Linked DNA regions of Rattus norvegicus: region 2 is linked to region 1. A link is a contact called in public Hi-C data. All regions are on one chromosome and are shown on one strand. The core of a region is the stretch at or near the end of the contact, and the rest is flanking DNA. Distances in the headings are between cores, read along the strand shown. Region 1 has its middle 6.9 kb from the start of Mapk3. Region 2 holds the start of C1h16orf54 (similar to human chromosome 16 open reading frame 54).

Region 1 (5,878 bases), core at 210-2,709:
GGTGGCAGTTTGAGGCTAGCCTGGTCTACAGAGCAGCTCCAGCACAGCCACGGCTAGGCAGAGAATCCCTGTCTTGGAAAAAAAATATATTGTTTTAAAGTTGTGTCTCTCTGTGTATATGTACACACAAGTATAGCTGCTGGAAGGTATTGGATCCCTGAAGCTGGAGTTACATACAGTTGGTTGTAAGCCACCCGATATGGGCGCTGGCAACTCAGACCCTCTGGGCGAACATTACATGCTTTTAACTGCTGAGCCATCTCTCCCAGCCTCTTGTTTTTAAATGACTCCATCATTTAACATACGGGGAGTCTGAGAATTAAGTTGGCTAACTTAAGTCAAGAAGGGGCCACCACTGTAAAATGTCTTTTCACACAGAGGCTCTCTCAGATGCCATATTGTCTCAGAACCATCGGTGGCTCCTATGGAAGGCACCCTCAGATGCTGCCATCACGGAAGCCTCACAAACACGCAGGACCTAGGCTTGTTTCTCCCCAGAAGAAACAAGGGAGAAAGCACTTGTACCAATTATAGATCAAGAGACAACAGAACTAATCTTGAGTGTTCAGAGTCAGACCTATGGCCAATGAGGCTGAGCTGCCAGTTCCCCAGAGCTCCCAAGTCACTAAGAGGTACCGATTAGGTCGATGACTTCTTTGGTAATTGCTTCGATAGGCTTAATTATATGGCACTTTGAGCAACATTCTAGGCTAGGCTGATGGAAGATTGCTGTAAGGTACAGGCTCTTACCAAAGACCCGGAACTTGCCGCAGCCAAACTGGCTGGAGTAAAACCTCACCGTACCAGCTGTGGTGGCAAATGCCTGAAAACACAGCACTTAAGAGACTGAGGCAGGTTGAAGACCAGCCTGGGTCATATCAGGAGAAAATACATCAAAAGTAAATCTTCAAAAGCTGGGGGAGGAGGTGGCAAGGTCACCTTCAGGAGAATTGAGGAGGTGGCCTTTTATTTTATTTTTAATTTATTTTGGTTTTTAGAGGCAGGGTTTCTCTATGTAGCCCTGGCTGTCCTGGACTCACCCTGTAGACCAGGCTGGCTTCCAACTCATGGAGATCTGTCTTGCCTACCTCTGCCTCCGAAATGCTGAGATTAAAGGCATGGGCCACCACCGCATGGCTGTGGAGGTGGCCTTTAGTCACTGAAACATAAGTGAGGTTGCAGAAGCTAGAGATGGAGAAAGGACACTGAGGAAAGGGAACAGCGTAGGTAAAGGGATAGAGGCAGGAGCTTGTCCTTTCAGGAACCACGGGAGGTCCTGGAGAGCCACAATGAGGCAAGCCAGACTGATGACGATCTTAGCTTCAGGCCGACTTTGGATGCTCCTCGGGAAGCAGGGAAAGCTCTGGAGGGACCTTTGCCAGATCATATTGCTACTGCAGGAGAATACAGTGACTCAGAGAGCACCATGGGGTTCCTCTTTAAGTGGGATTTCTTGAGCGGAGTTTCCCGGTACAAGGGAAAGGCTGGAGAGGTGGGCGGGACATGCCACCATCCTCAGGCCTCTGGGTAAGGGAGCGCGACTGCGTTCTCCCCCTAGTGGCTGAGATTGGAATTTCCTTTAAGGATTGGGCTGGGATTTTGAAATTTCTCAGATTCCTTTTCAGATCAATATTTAACTAAAGTAGTGGGGGTCACCTTTAATCTCAGCACTTGAGAGGTAGAGGCAAGCAGTTCTCTGTAAGTTCCAGGACAGCCTGGTCTACACTGCGAGTCCCAAGACAGAACTACATAAATGACCCTGTCTCAGAATTAACTACAGTAGACTGATCATCTATTCTCCAACAGTCACCTTCATGTGTATCTCTCCTACAGTCCCCGTACCAGCCAAATGAAGGAAATGAGACATTTACGTTTAGCTGAGGAAAAGCAGACATTGGACCACAGAGAACGAAAGGACTTGGGAATTGTGTTCTCTAGCAGCTCATGGGTAAGAGTGGTGCTCTGAAGGGAAATGGTCCCCATAGATGCATAGATTTTAATAACTGGTTCCCAGTTGGTAGGACTGTTTGAGAGGATGAGGAGGTGTGTCCTTGTTGAAGGTCACTGGGGATGGGTTTCAAAAGACTCACTGCATTCTGAGTCATTCTCTCTCTCTCTCTCTCTCTCTCTCTCTCTCTCTCTCTCTCTCCTGCCTCTCTCCTCCCCAACTCCTGGTTGTGTCTTAAGGTGTAATCTTGCAATACTGTTCCAGAATCATGCCTTCCTGATTGTTACCATACTCCCTGTCATTACAGCCATGGACTCTAACCCTTTGTAACTGTAAGTCCCAAATTAGGGCTTATAAAAGGCTTGCTTTTTTTGGGGTTGGGGATTTAGCTCAGTGGTAGAGCGCTTGCCTAGGAAGCGCAAGGCCCTGGGTTCGGTCCCCAGTTCTGAAAAAAAGAACCAAAAAAAAAAAAAAAAAAAAAAAAAAAGGCTTGCTTTTGGGGTTGGGGATTTAGCTCAGTGGTAGAGCATTTGCCTAGCAAGCGCAAGGCCCTGGGTTCGGTCCCCAGCTCCGAAAAAAGAAAAAAGCTTGCTTTTATCAGTTGCCTTGGTCATTTAGGTCTATCTCAGTGACAGTAAAGTAAACCATATATATGCTCCATGTGCCTGCCAGGTGCCCACGAAAGTCAGGAGAGAGCATTGGACCCCCAGAACCATGTGGTGCTGGGAACAAAACCCAGGTCCTCTGCAAGGGCAGCCAGTGCTCTTAGTCACTGAACCATCTCTCCAGCACCACCTATGTTATCTTTTTTTTTCTTTTTTTCAGAGCTGGGGACCGAACCCAGGGCCTTGCGCTTCCTAGGCAAGCGCTCTACCACTGAGCTAAATCTCCAACCCCACCTATGTTATCTTATGCATGGATGTGCAGTGTGTGTCTTTGTGAGTGAATGCCCCATGTGTGCAGAGGCCAGAAGAGGGCGAGGGCGTTGGATCCTCTGAAGCTGAAGTTCCAGGGAGTTGTGAACCACCTGACATGAGTGTGGGATTCAAATTCAGGTCCTCTTGTTTTATTTATTTTTTGGGGGAGGTTTTTTTTTTTAAGATTTATTTATTGTATGTATGTGAATACACTGTTGTTATCTTTAGACACACCAGAAGAGGGCATCGGATCCCCACTACAGATGGTTGTGAGCCACCATGTGGTTGCTGGGATTTGAACTCAGGACCTCTGGAAGAGCAGTCAGTGCTCTTAGCCACTGAGCCATCTCTCCAGCCCTTGGGGAAAACTTCAAGACAGAGTTTCTCTGTGTAACTCTGGCTGCCCTGGAGCTCTTTCTGTAGACCAGGCTGGCCTCAAACTTACAGCGATCTGCCTATTTCTGCCTCCTGAGTGCTGGGATTAAAGGCCTGCACCACCATTCCCCGCCTTCTTATTTTATTTTTACTGTGTATACATGTGTCTTTGTGTGGGTATACACATCTAAGTACAGTACCCATGGAGGTAGAGGCATTGGCTCCCCTACCTCACCCCAACCCACCCCATCACCCTCTTTCTTTCTTTCTCCTCCTCCCCCGCCCCTCCTCCTCCATCTTCCTTTTGGCTTTTCAATACAAGGTTTGTTTCTGTGTAGCTCTGGCCATCTTGGAACTATAAATGAGGCTGGCTGCAAACTCAGAGGCCCGCCTGCCTCTGCCTCCCCAGTACTGGGTTTAAAGGCCTGCACCACCACTGCCTGGCTGGCCCAATGCTTTCTTCACTTCTATAAAGGCCTCTCCCAGATCTCCAACCTGAGCTACTTGTGCGCCTGGCTTATGGTGTTTTCTTCAGAGAAGTTCATCACAGTCTGTCTTTATAGGCTTGTTGGAGGGTTAATGCACTGTAATGATTACGTATGTGGAGGCTGCAAGATTGTTTGTTTGCTTGTTTTTTTTTTTGTTTTTTTTTTTTTTTTGGTTCTTTTTTTCAGAGCTGGGGACCGAACCCAGGGCCTTGCGCTTCCTAGGCAAGCGCTCTACCACTGAGCTAAATCCCCAACCCCTGTTTGCTTGTTTTTAAATGTATTTATTATGAGTACACTGTCTTCAGACACACCAGAAGAGGGCATCGGGTCCCATTACAGATGGTTTGAGCTACCATGTAGTTGCTGGGAATTGAAATTAGGACCTGCAATCAAATGCTCTTAACCATTGAGCCATCTCTCCAACTCTCTTTTGGTTTTATTTATTTGTTTGTTTGTTCCTTCATTTGTTTTTTGAGACAGAGTCTTATGTAGGTTGGCCTTAAACTTGTTACAGAACTATTGGTAACCTTAAGCTCCTGAACCTCTTACAAAATGTCATCCTGTGAGCTACAGACACAAGCAGCTACTGTTTCAGTATGTATTCATTTCCAGGACAGTGGTGCATAGCCATATACCTGGTTCCTGGGGGCTAAGGCAAGAGGATGGAGTGTCTAGGGCCAGCCTGGGTTACAAAGTCAGTTCCAGGCCAATTTGAGTTGTAGAACAAGATTCTGTCTCAAGAAAACACACACATGTGGGTGCTGGAGAGATGGCTCAGTGGTTAAGAACACTGACTGCTCTTCCAGAGGTCCTGAGTTCAATTCCCAGCACCCACATGGTGGCTCACAACCATCTGTAATGGCATCCGATGCCACCTTCTGGTGTGTCTGAAGACAGCGACAGTGTGCTCATATACATAAAATAAATTAAAAAAAAACACACGCACAAAATTATACACTCACTGAGTGTCTTAGTCACCTTTTTATTGCTGTGAAGAGATATGGTAACCAATGCAACCCTTATAAAAAGAAAACATTTAATTGGGGCTGGCTTACACTTTCAGAGGTTCAGTCCATTATCATCCTGGCAGGAAACATGACAGCAGGCAGGTGCAGTGCTGGAGAAGGAGCTGAGAAAGCTGCCCTGATCTGTGGGTAGAGAGAAACTGGACCTGGGATAGGCTTTTGAGATCTCAAAGCCCACTCCCCTGAGCTCACCTTGTCCAACAAGGCCACTGCTCCTCATCCTTCCTACACAGCCCGCTGGGAAGCAAACATTGAAATAGATGAGCCTATGGAGACCATTCTCATTCAAACCCCCACACTGTGTATCTCTGTGCGAGGTGGGTCACGGCTAACCAGTGAGGAAAATGATGCCCGATCTTACTCATTTAATAATAGCTGTGTGAACTTAATATCATCTTCGTGATGGGGCCCTGGTTGGCCTCCAGTTGTGAAACCACTGCCCCTGCCCTCCAAGTGCCAGAACTCCACCTGTGTGCTGTCGCCTTGGCCCCACAGTCCGTGGGCTGTGGTTGTCAACTCATCTTCATTTATCCCAACGTGCTTTCTACTTCCTGTGCGATTTTCCTTTTGGTTTTTTAGTTCTTGGATAGTGTTGCCTAGTTTCCACATATTTTTGAATTCCCTTAATTCCTTTTGTTGTTATTTTGAGCTCTTGTGATTGAAAAACATGGAGGCTCTGAAGCCTGGCATACGGTCTGTTCTGGAGGACATCTCTGTGGTATTGTGCACATCTGTCACTGGGCGCGTGTCTGCCTGGTGACCCTTAGGTTTGGCTTGTGCACAGTGTTCAAGTCTTTTGTTCACTTGCAGCACTGAAGTCTCTCACTGTTGCTGATAGAATCATCTCTTCCCTCTCTCAGTTCTGTCAGATCAAACCTCAGCGAGGTCGCTACCCTGCGTGTAGGTGCCGTGACTGCATCCTTACACATCCCTGAGAGACGGGCATTTTGGGTTATTGTTGTTGTTTTGAGACTGAGTCTGGCTCTGTATCTCAGACCGGAACTTGCAGGTTTGTCGGCTTCAGCTCCCTAAGTACTTGGGACGCTGCTCCGAGCCAGTGTGCTCAGTGCAACTGCTTATAAAGTATTCCAAGGATAGGGCAAAAACTCTAAACACTAACGCTGT
Region 2 (5,739 bases), core at 1,903-4,402, 340 kb before region 1:
ACACAATTAACTGATGGTAAGAATGTCTGTTCCCTAGTTCATGCATGAGTCAGAGACAGAACAAAAACCTCCCCCTTCCGTCCTCTGTCCCTCACGCTTTTTCTCCCTTTCTTTCCTTTGTCAGGGTCTTACTAAGTAGCCCAGGCTGGCCTTGAACTTGGGATCTCCCGCCTCAGCCTCCAGAGTGCTAAGATTTCAGGCTTGTCCCCCCACCTCTGCTTCATCCCCTTTTCTTTCAACAAGGAGCAGAATTTGAGGTAAAAGTCTCCAGGAGGCAACACTGTCTCCTTAGGACCCCATTGTCTACACTGTATTTTCATATTTCTGTTTTTTTTGTTTTGTTTTTTGTTTTGTTTTTTTTGTTTTGTTTTGTTTTTTTGTTTTGAGTCAGGTCTCAGTGTGGTGTTGGTTAGCCTGGAAACCACAGAGACCCACCTGTTTCAGCTTCCTGAGTGCTGGGCTTAAGGAAGGCACTAGCATACCTGGCTTATTTTCATGTTTGTTTGTTTGTTTGTTTGTTTTTACTTGTGGCAAGTAGTACTGGTAATACTGATTTTCCATTTACAGAGGTCATACAAAAAGATTCACTTTAAAACAAATTTATTAAGCAAACAGCAAATCAATTTAAGGAAAAAATATAAAGTAAATCATAAAACAAAAGGTAAACTGATATGGACAAATCTTCATGTTCTTGACTGAAGTTTGGGAACTCAGATTTCCAGGGACGGGGAGCTCCAGGAGTTCCAGTGTGTTTCCTGCTGTGAACCCCTCTCCTGAAGGAGAAGTCAGCCGGCGGGCACACAGATATTTGGGACTCCGTTTCTGTGGAATGGATCACTATAAGTAAGTCTGCCTCACAGCAAACCTGGCTCTCTAAACCACTCCAGCAAGCTGGAGGGAAGGACGGCAAAGGCTATGTCTGGGGAGTGTCCCTTCCCTGGGACAACCTTCCTTCTCATACCACTCAGTTCTCTTTCGGCCATCCTTTTCTTAACACGGATTAATAAAACTGCACTGTAGCACGTGTGCAGCCATAAGTGGGTGAGCAGAGGAGCCTACTGATCCCTTTTGAGTCTCTGTCCCAATTTCCGGCAAGAGACAGCCTCTCCAGCTCGGCTCAGCAAATTCCATGTTGCCACTTAGTAACCAAAGTCATGATTTGTATGGAAACAAAGACTCCTCCAGGATTTGTCTTCTGTGTTTTGTTGGAGGGCCTCACAGAGGTGGGAGAGAGTGGCTGGGAACAGATAGGGTTTGTGGCTCTGGGGAGCAAGATTCCTGCCATCCCCTGCCCACATGACTGACACTCATAGTCACTAGCTCTGGCATCGCGGACAGGACCTCTTCATTCTGACAGGCTGTCTTAGGGTAAGTGTGTACCCTGATGTACCATCTTGAAGCCTTCTGGCTTTTAGCCAACTAGCCTTGTCTTCAATTCTCAGAGTCACAACCTAGGCATTTTAACCAAAGCCGAACTTCAGTGCAATCCTTGGAGTACAAGCTGTCCACACTCTTAACCTGCCCACAGGTCAGGTGCAGAAGACAGATATTTCCACACAAAAGGCCCTATCCAGTGCGAGGATCAGGCTGGAGGCTGGAGCTGACCCCCCTATCCCCTCTTAGGTGGGAATTAGTCTTATGGGTTCTGAAGATTCAGAAGCCCACACTGGTCCTGCCTTCCCTCTTCCAGAACGCCGAGATCTGCTCCAGGGTGACCCGAGGCTGGAGACTCCAGTCAGGCTCAAGGCTCCCTTGCCTCAGCCTCCAAGCCCTGGGGCTCCCAACCTCCAAGCCAGCCTCTGCCATCGGCTCAGGCCCAACCCAGCTCACCAAGCCTGTGGCATAGGGACTCTCTTCTTGGGTCTGAGGCCTCCAGAAGGTGCTCTGGGCTGGGACTTCTGGTGGGGTCTGGGGAACTAAAGAGCTGGGTGAAGGGTGTGGTGTTGGAATGGCTGGTGGAGCAGTTGCTCTGCCCTCCAAGGTGCCCCCAGGGGTTGGAGGATCTGGAGCCCTGTCCATCAGCAGAGGTATGGAGGAGCCATACCAGTCCTCAGAGCGCTCCCGGGCGCTGCTTGTGGGCTCAATCCATAGCTCTCCTCCAGGGCGCCAGACTAGGGTGGGTGCACGCTGGCTGGGGTCTGGTTGCGGGCGGCGGAACAGGCGTTCGGCCAGTACAGCAGTAGTTATGATGAAGAAGGCTGTGAGAGAGGCCAGGCCCAACATGATGGGAATACAAGGGCCGCAGGGGATTACAACCCACATTGCTGCCTCCGATGTAGGCTCAGTGAGCCCCTCCGTGTGCCCTGAGGGCTGCTGGGGAGTTGCAGGCATCTGGGAGACACAGTGGTGTGCTCAGAATAGTCGAATCAGGGAATGTCTCCACTGGGAGAAGGAAAGGGCACCAGTCAGAGGATATCCCGTTTCCTGGAAAGAGATTCAACACACTTCTAACAACTTGACCATCTCACAGGAGGAGACAGGTGGTTAGACTGCGAATCGCTGGGACTGCAAATCCTTGGCCTTCTATTTAAACTGTAATTTCACTTCAGAATCTCAGAGACAGACCGGGAGGAGGGGGTGCTGGATCTCTTTGCCTCTCTCTAGAGTGTGGGTGGCCACACTGACTATATCTTCCTGCTTCCCGAGGTCAATTCGGCTCTTCTAATTGGCTTATTGAGCATGGGTGACTAAATTAGAGAGGAGCAAAGGGGATGTAAAGGGGACAAAAGCAAACCAGGGGAGGCTGGAGAACAAACCAGAGCTGGCTGAGGCTCCCTGCACAGTCACAGGCCTCACTTCCCCTCCCAGCCCCCCTTCACCCTCCACCCCCAACCCCCCATGACAGATCAAAGTCTGGGGCTCTCAGGTCTTGTCTCAGCCTTAAGTGAGATGACTTGGACTGAGAGAGAATCCCCTTGCTGGCCCCTCCGTTCCCTATGTACCCACTCTTCCAGCCACCTTACCCGTCTCCTTGGAGGTGGCCCAGCTGTTGGCCCTGTTGTGCTTTTTTGGCTGTACCGGGTCTGTGGCCAGGCACCAATCTAACTTGCCCGGCTCTGCCACCAGTCCCCCATTTGCAGTCGCTTCTGTACCCCTCACCTCACCTGTCACCTTGGGTCAATCTTGGATTTCACTGTCTTCGGAGCCCTTCTTTTCCCAGTGCATGCCGGGAGTGTGTGTGTGTGTGTGTGTGTGTGTGTGTGTGTGTGTGTGTGTGTGTGTAGCTATCTGAAAGGCCCTGGAGGGCTGGCCTCAGAAGGCGGCGGAAGGGAGGCTACCACCTGTTGCTGGGCGACTGTGCCCCAACTTTTCCTGCCCCCATAGAGTGTTTCCAAGGCAACCTGAGGATGTGGTCAGTGTGGTGAAGAACCACTTCCTGAGTAAGGTGGAGCGAGAATGAACAGCTGCTCTGCTCAAGTCAATCTCACCCCACAGGCAAGGCCCAGACCCCAGCACGTTCACCTTCTCACCCCACGGGCAAGGCCCAGACCTCAGATTGCTCACTCAGGGGAGAGGAAGATTACAAAGACCGGCTCAGGGATTCCCAGAGCACTGCCTCTTCTTGGAGGGTGTCTAGCCCTCTGCACCCTCTTCATCCAGCAGTGTCATACTTTTGTTTTTTGGGGTTTTTATTTTTTATTTTTTGTTTGAGACAGGAATTTAAGACGTAGCCCAAATCCTCCCACGCTTGTCTTCTGAGTGCTGGGGTTTCAGTCCTAGGCCACCAGCCTAAGTTCATCTCTCCATTACTTCTGATACCTAACACAGTGAAAACTATGAGAATAATTGTTATTCTGCACTGTTTAGGCCACCTTTACATGTCGTGTATGTAGTGTCTGTCTGTGTGTCTGTGTCTGTGTGTGTGTGTGTGTGTGTGTGTGTGTGTGTGTGTGTGTTTAGACCAGGTCTGAGTCATGTCTACTTACACCCTATTACTTTATTTTCTGTCATTGGGTGTTTAGCTCGCCTTTATGTATTTTCACCACAAGCGTGCCTGGTGTTCCAGGAGGCCGGAAGAGGATGTCAGATCTCTGGGAAGTTGATTGATGGTTGTGAGCCACTTTGTAAGTACTAGGACTTGGACCCAGGAGCTCTGCAGGGGCATCAAATGTTCTTTCCAGATCCCACCTATTTTTTTTTTTTTTTTTTTAGTATAAATCATTTGTTTTCCTTCTAATCCTTACCTCTGTATGTAGATGGCTTTTCTTCACTTTGGGTTGAGGATTGTCTCTAGGTTGCTGCTGCTGATATGATAAGGCTCAGCATAGAAGGCCCTTGGGTCCAGCACCATGGCCCTAAGTGTCCCCATAGGCCCGGTAATCTAGTATAAGGGTGTCCTTGGAGGCCTTGGCTACAGCATCCCCATGTGCTTCGAAATGGTTGCCTAGAAAGCTTCTACATTGGTCTTGAAACATTCACTCTCTCCAGCACCTTCTCCTGAATTGCCATCCCCAAATCATTTCCACCCTCAATCTTGGAGATCAGGTGCTGGATCCGTATGATTACCAGAATGCACTTCGCTTTGAGAGCCCAGACTTCTGGCTTAACCAAAGCAAGCAGGGCCAGAAGCTTCGCATCCCCAGGGAGGAAGCCACACTTGGGGACTTCTGTCTTCTCCTGTGTGTCTGTTTCCACCTCATCATCCTTGGGAGGGGATCTGGGATACGGATGTCCAGAGGAGTCCGGGGGGAGGAGAGATCAGCCACATGGAGGGAATCCTCTTGCAAGAGCTGACTTGGGGATATGATGTTTTGTGGCAAGAAAGTACAGAGGAGGTCATCAGCCTCCCAGAAAACATTTTGTCTGAAGACATCCCCCCTGTTTACGGGCTTCTCCACTCAAGCGAACCCCACAAGGCTTGGCCATGCTTCCCCAGTTGCCAGCTCTTGCGTTCCACCTAACTTTTTAGAGACAGCCCCTCTCTCTCTCTCTCTCTCTCTCTCTCTCTCTCTCTCTCTCTCTCTGTCTCCCCCTCCCCCCAACATGGAGCTCACTGATTCTTCAACACTGGTTGTCTAGTGATCCCCAAAGATCCTCTCTGCTTTCCCAGTGCTGAGATTGCAGGAGCACACTGTGGTGCCCATAGTTTTGAAGTGGGTGCTAAGTCTGAGCTCAGGTCCATGCTTGTCAAGCAGCACTTTGCTCTGAGCCTTCTCCCAGCCTTTGATCCTCCTCTTTCTTCTTTTGTGTGTGTTGGGGGGAGGGGTGTTTGTTTGCTTATCGATCATGTTCATGCTAAGGGAGCACAATTCTTTACCACTAGCATTCCAACATACATCTTTTCATCTGTTCTGAGACAGGGCTTCACTATGTATCATTTCTAGCTTGAAGTGTTCTATGTAGACTACATCGGCCTCCAAATTGTGGCAGTCTTCCAGCTACCTCCTTGGAGCTGGGGTTACAGGGCTGTGTCAGTACACCTGTTGGTACACCTGCTCAGTACACCTGCTCAGTACACCTGCTCTGTACACCTGCTCAGTACACCTGCTCAGTACACCTACTCTGTACACCTGCTCAGTACACCTGCTCAGTACACCTGCTCAGTACACCTACTCAGTACACCTACTCTGTATACCTGCTCAGTACACCTGCTCAGTACACCTCCTCAGTACACCTGCTCAGTACACCTGCTCAGCACACCTCCTCAGCACCCCTCCTCAGCACCCCTCCTCAGTACACCTGCTCAGTACACCTGCTCAGTACACCTGCTCAGCACACCTCCTCAGCACAGCTCCTCAG

Evidence for each region. Hi-C and Micro-C count contacts between places; a contact is called where the count stands out from the background.
Region 2: a Hi-C map of frontal cortex shows a contact between it and region 1, with 1.6 times the contacts expected there. The contact joins the promoter of C1h16orf54 here to the enhancer-like site in region 1. A contact is called at or near these places in 2 of 12 Hi-C or Micro-C datasets (frontal cortex and mammary epithelial cells).

Annotation. Positions count from the first base shown.
Region 1 is chr1:190,787,367-190,793,244 of GRCr8, reverse strand. No RefSeq gene overlaps it. Among named protein-coding and RNA genes, the nearest start is that of Mapk3, 6.9 kb to the left of the region's middle. Within about 2 kb of position 1,459, at least 37 of the 93 cell types and tissues checked have an H3K27ac peak or open chromatin away from gene starts, as enhancers often do.
Region 2 is chr1:191,130,498-191,136,236 of GRCr8, reverse strand. It overlaps C1h16orf54 (similar to human chromosome 16 open reading frame 54), which reads right to left and starts at 3,152. Exons shown (of 2, transcript NM_001025001.1): 1 at 3,105-3,152; 2 at 584-2,687. The coding sequence starts at 2,331. The coding sequence ends at 1,654. It also overlaps the pseudogene Psme2-ps3.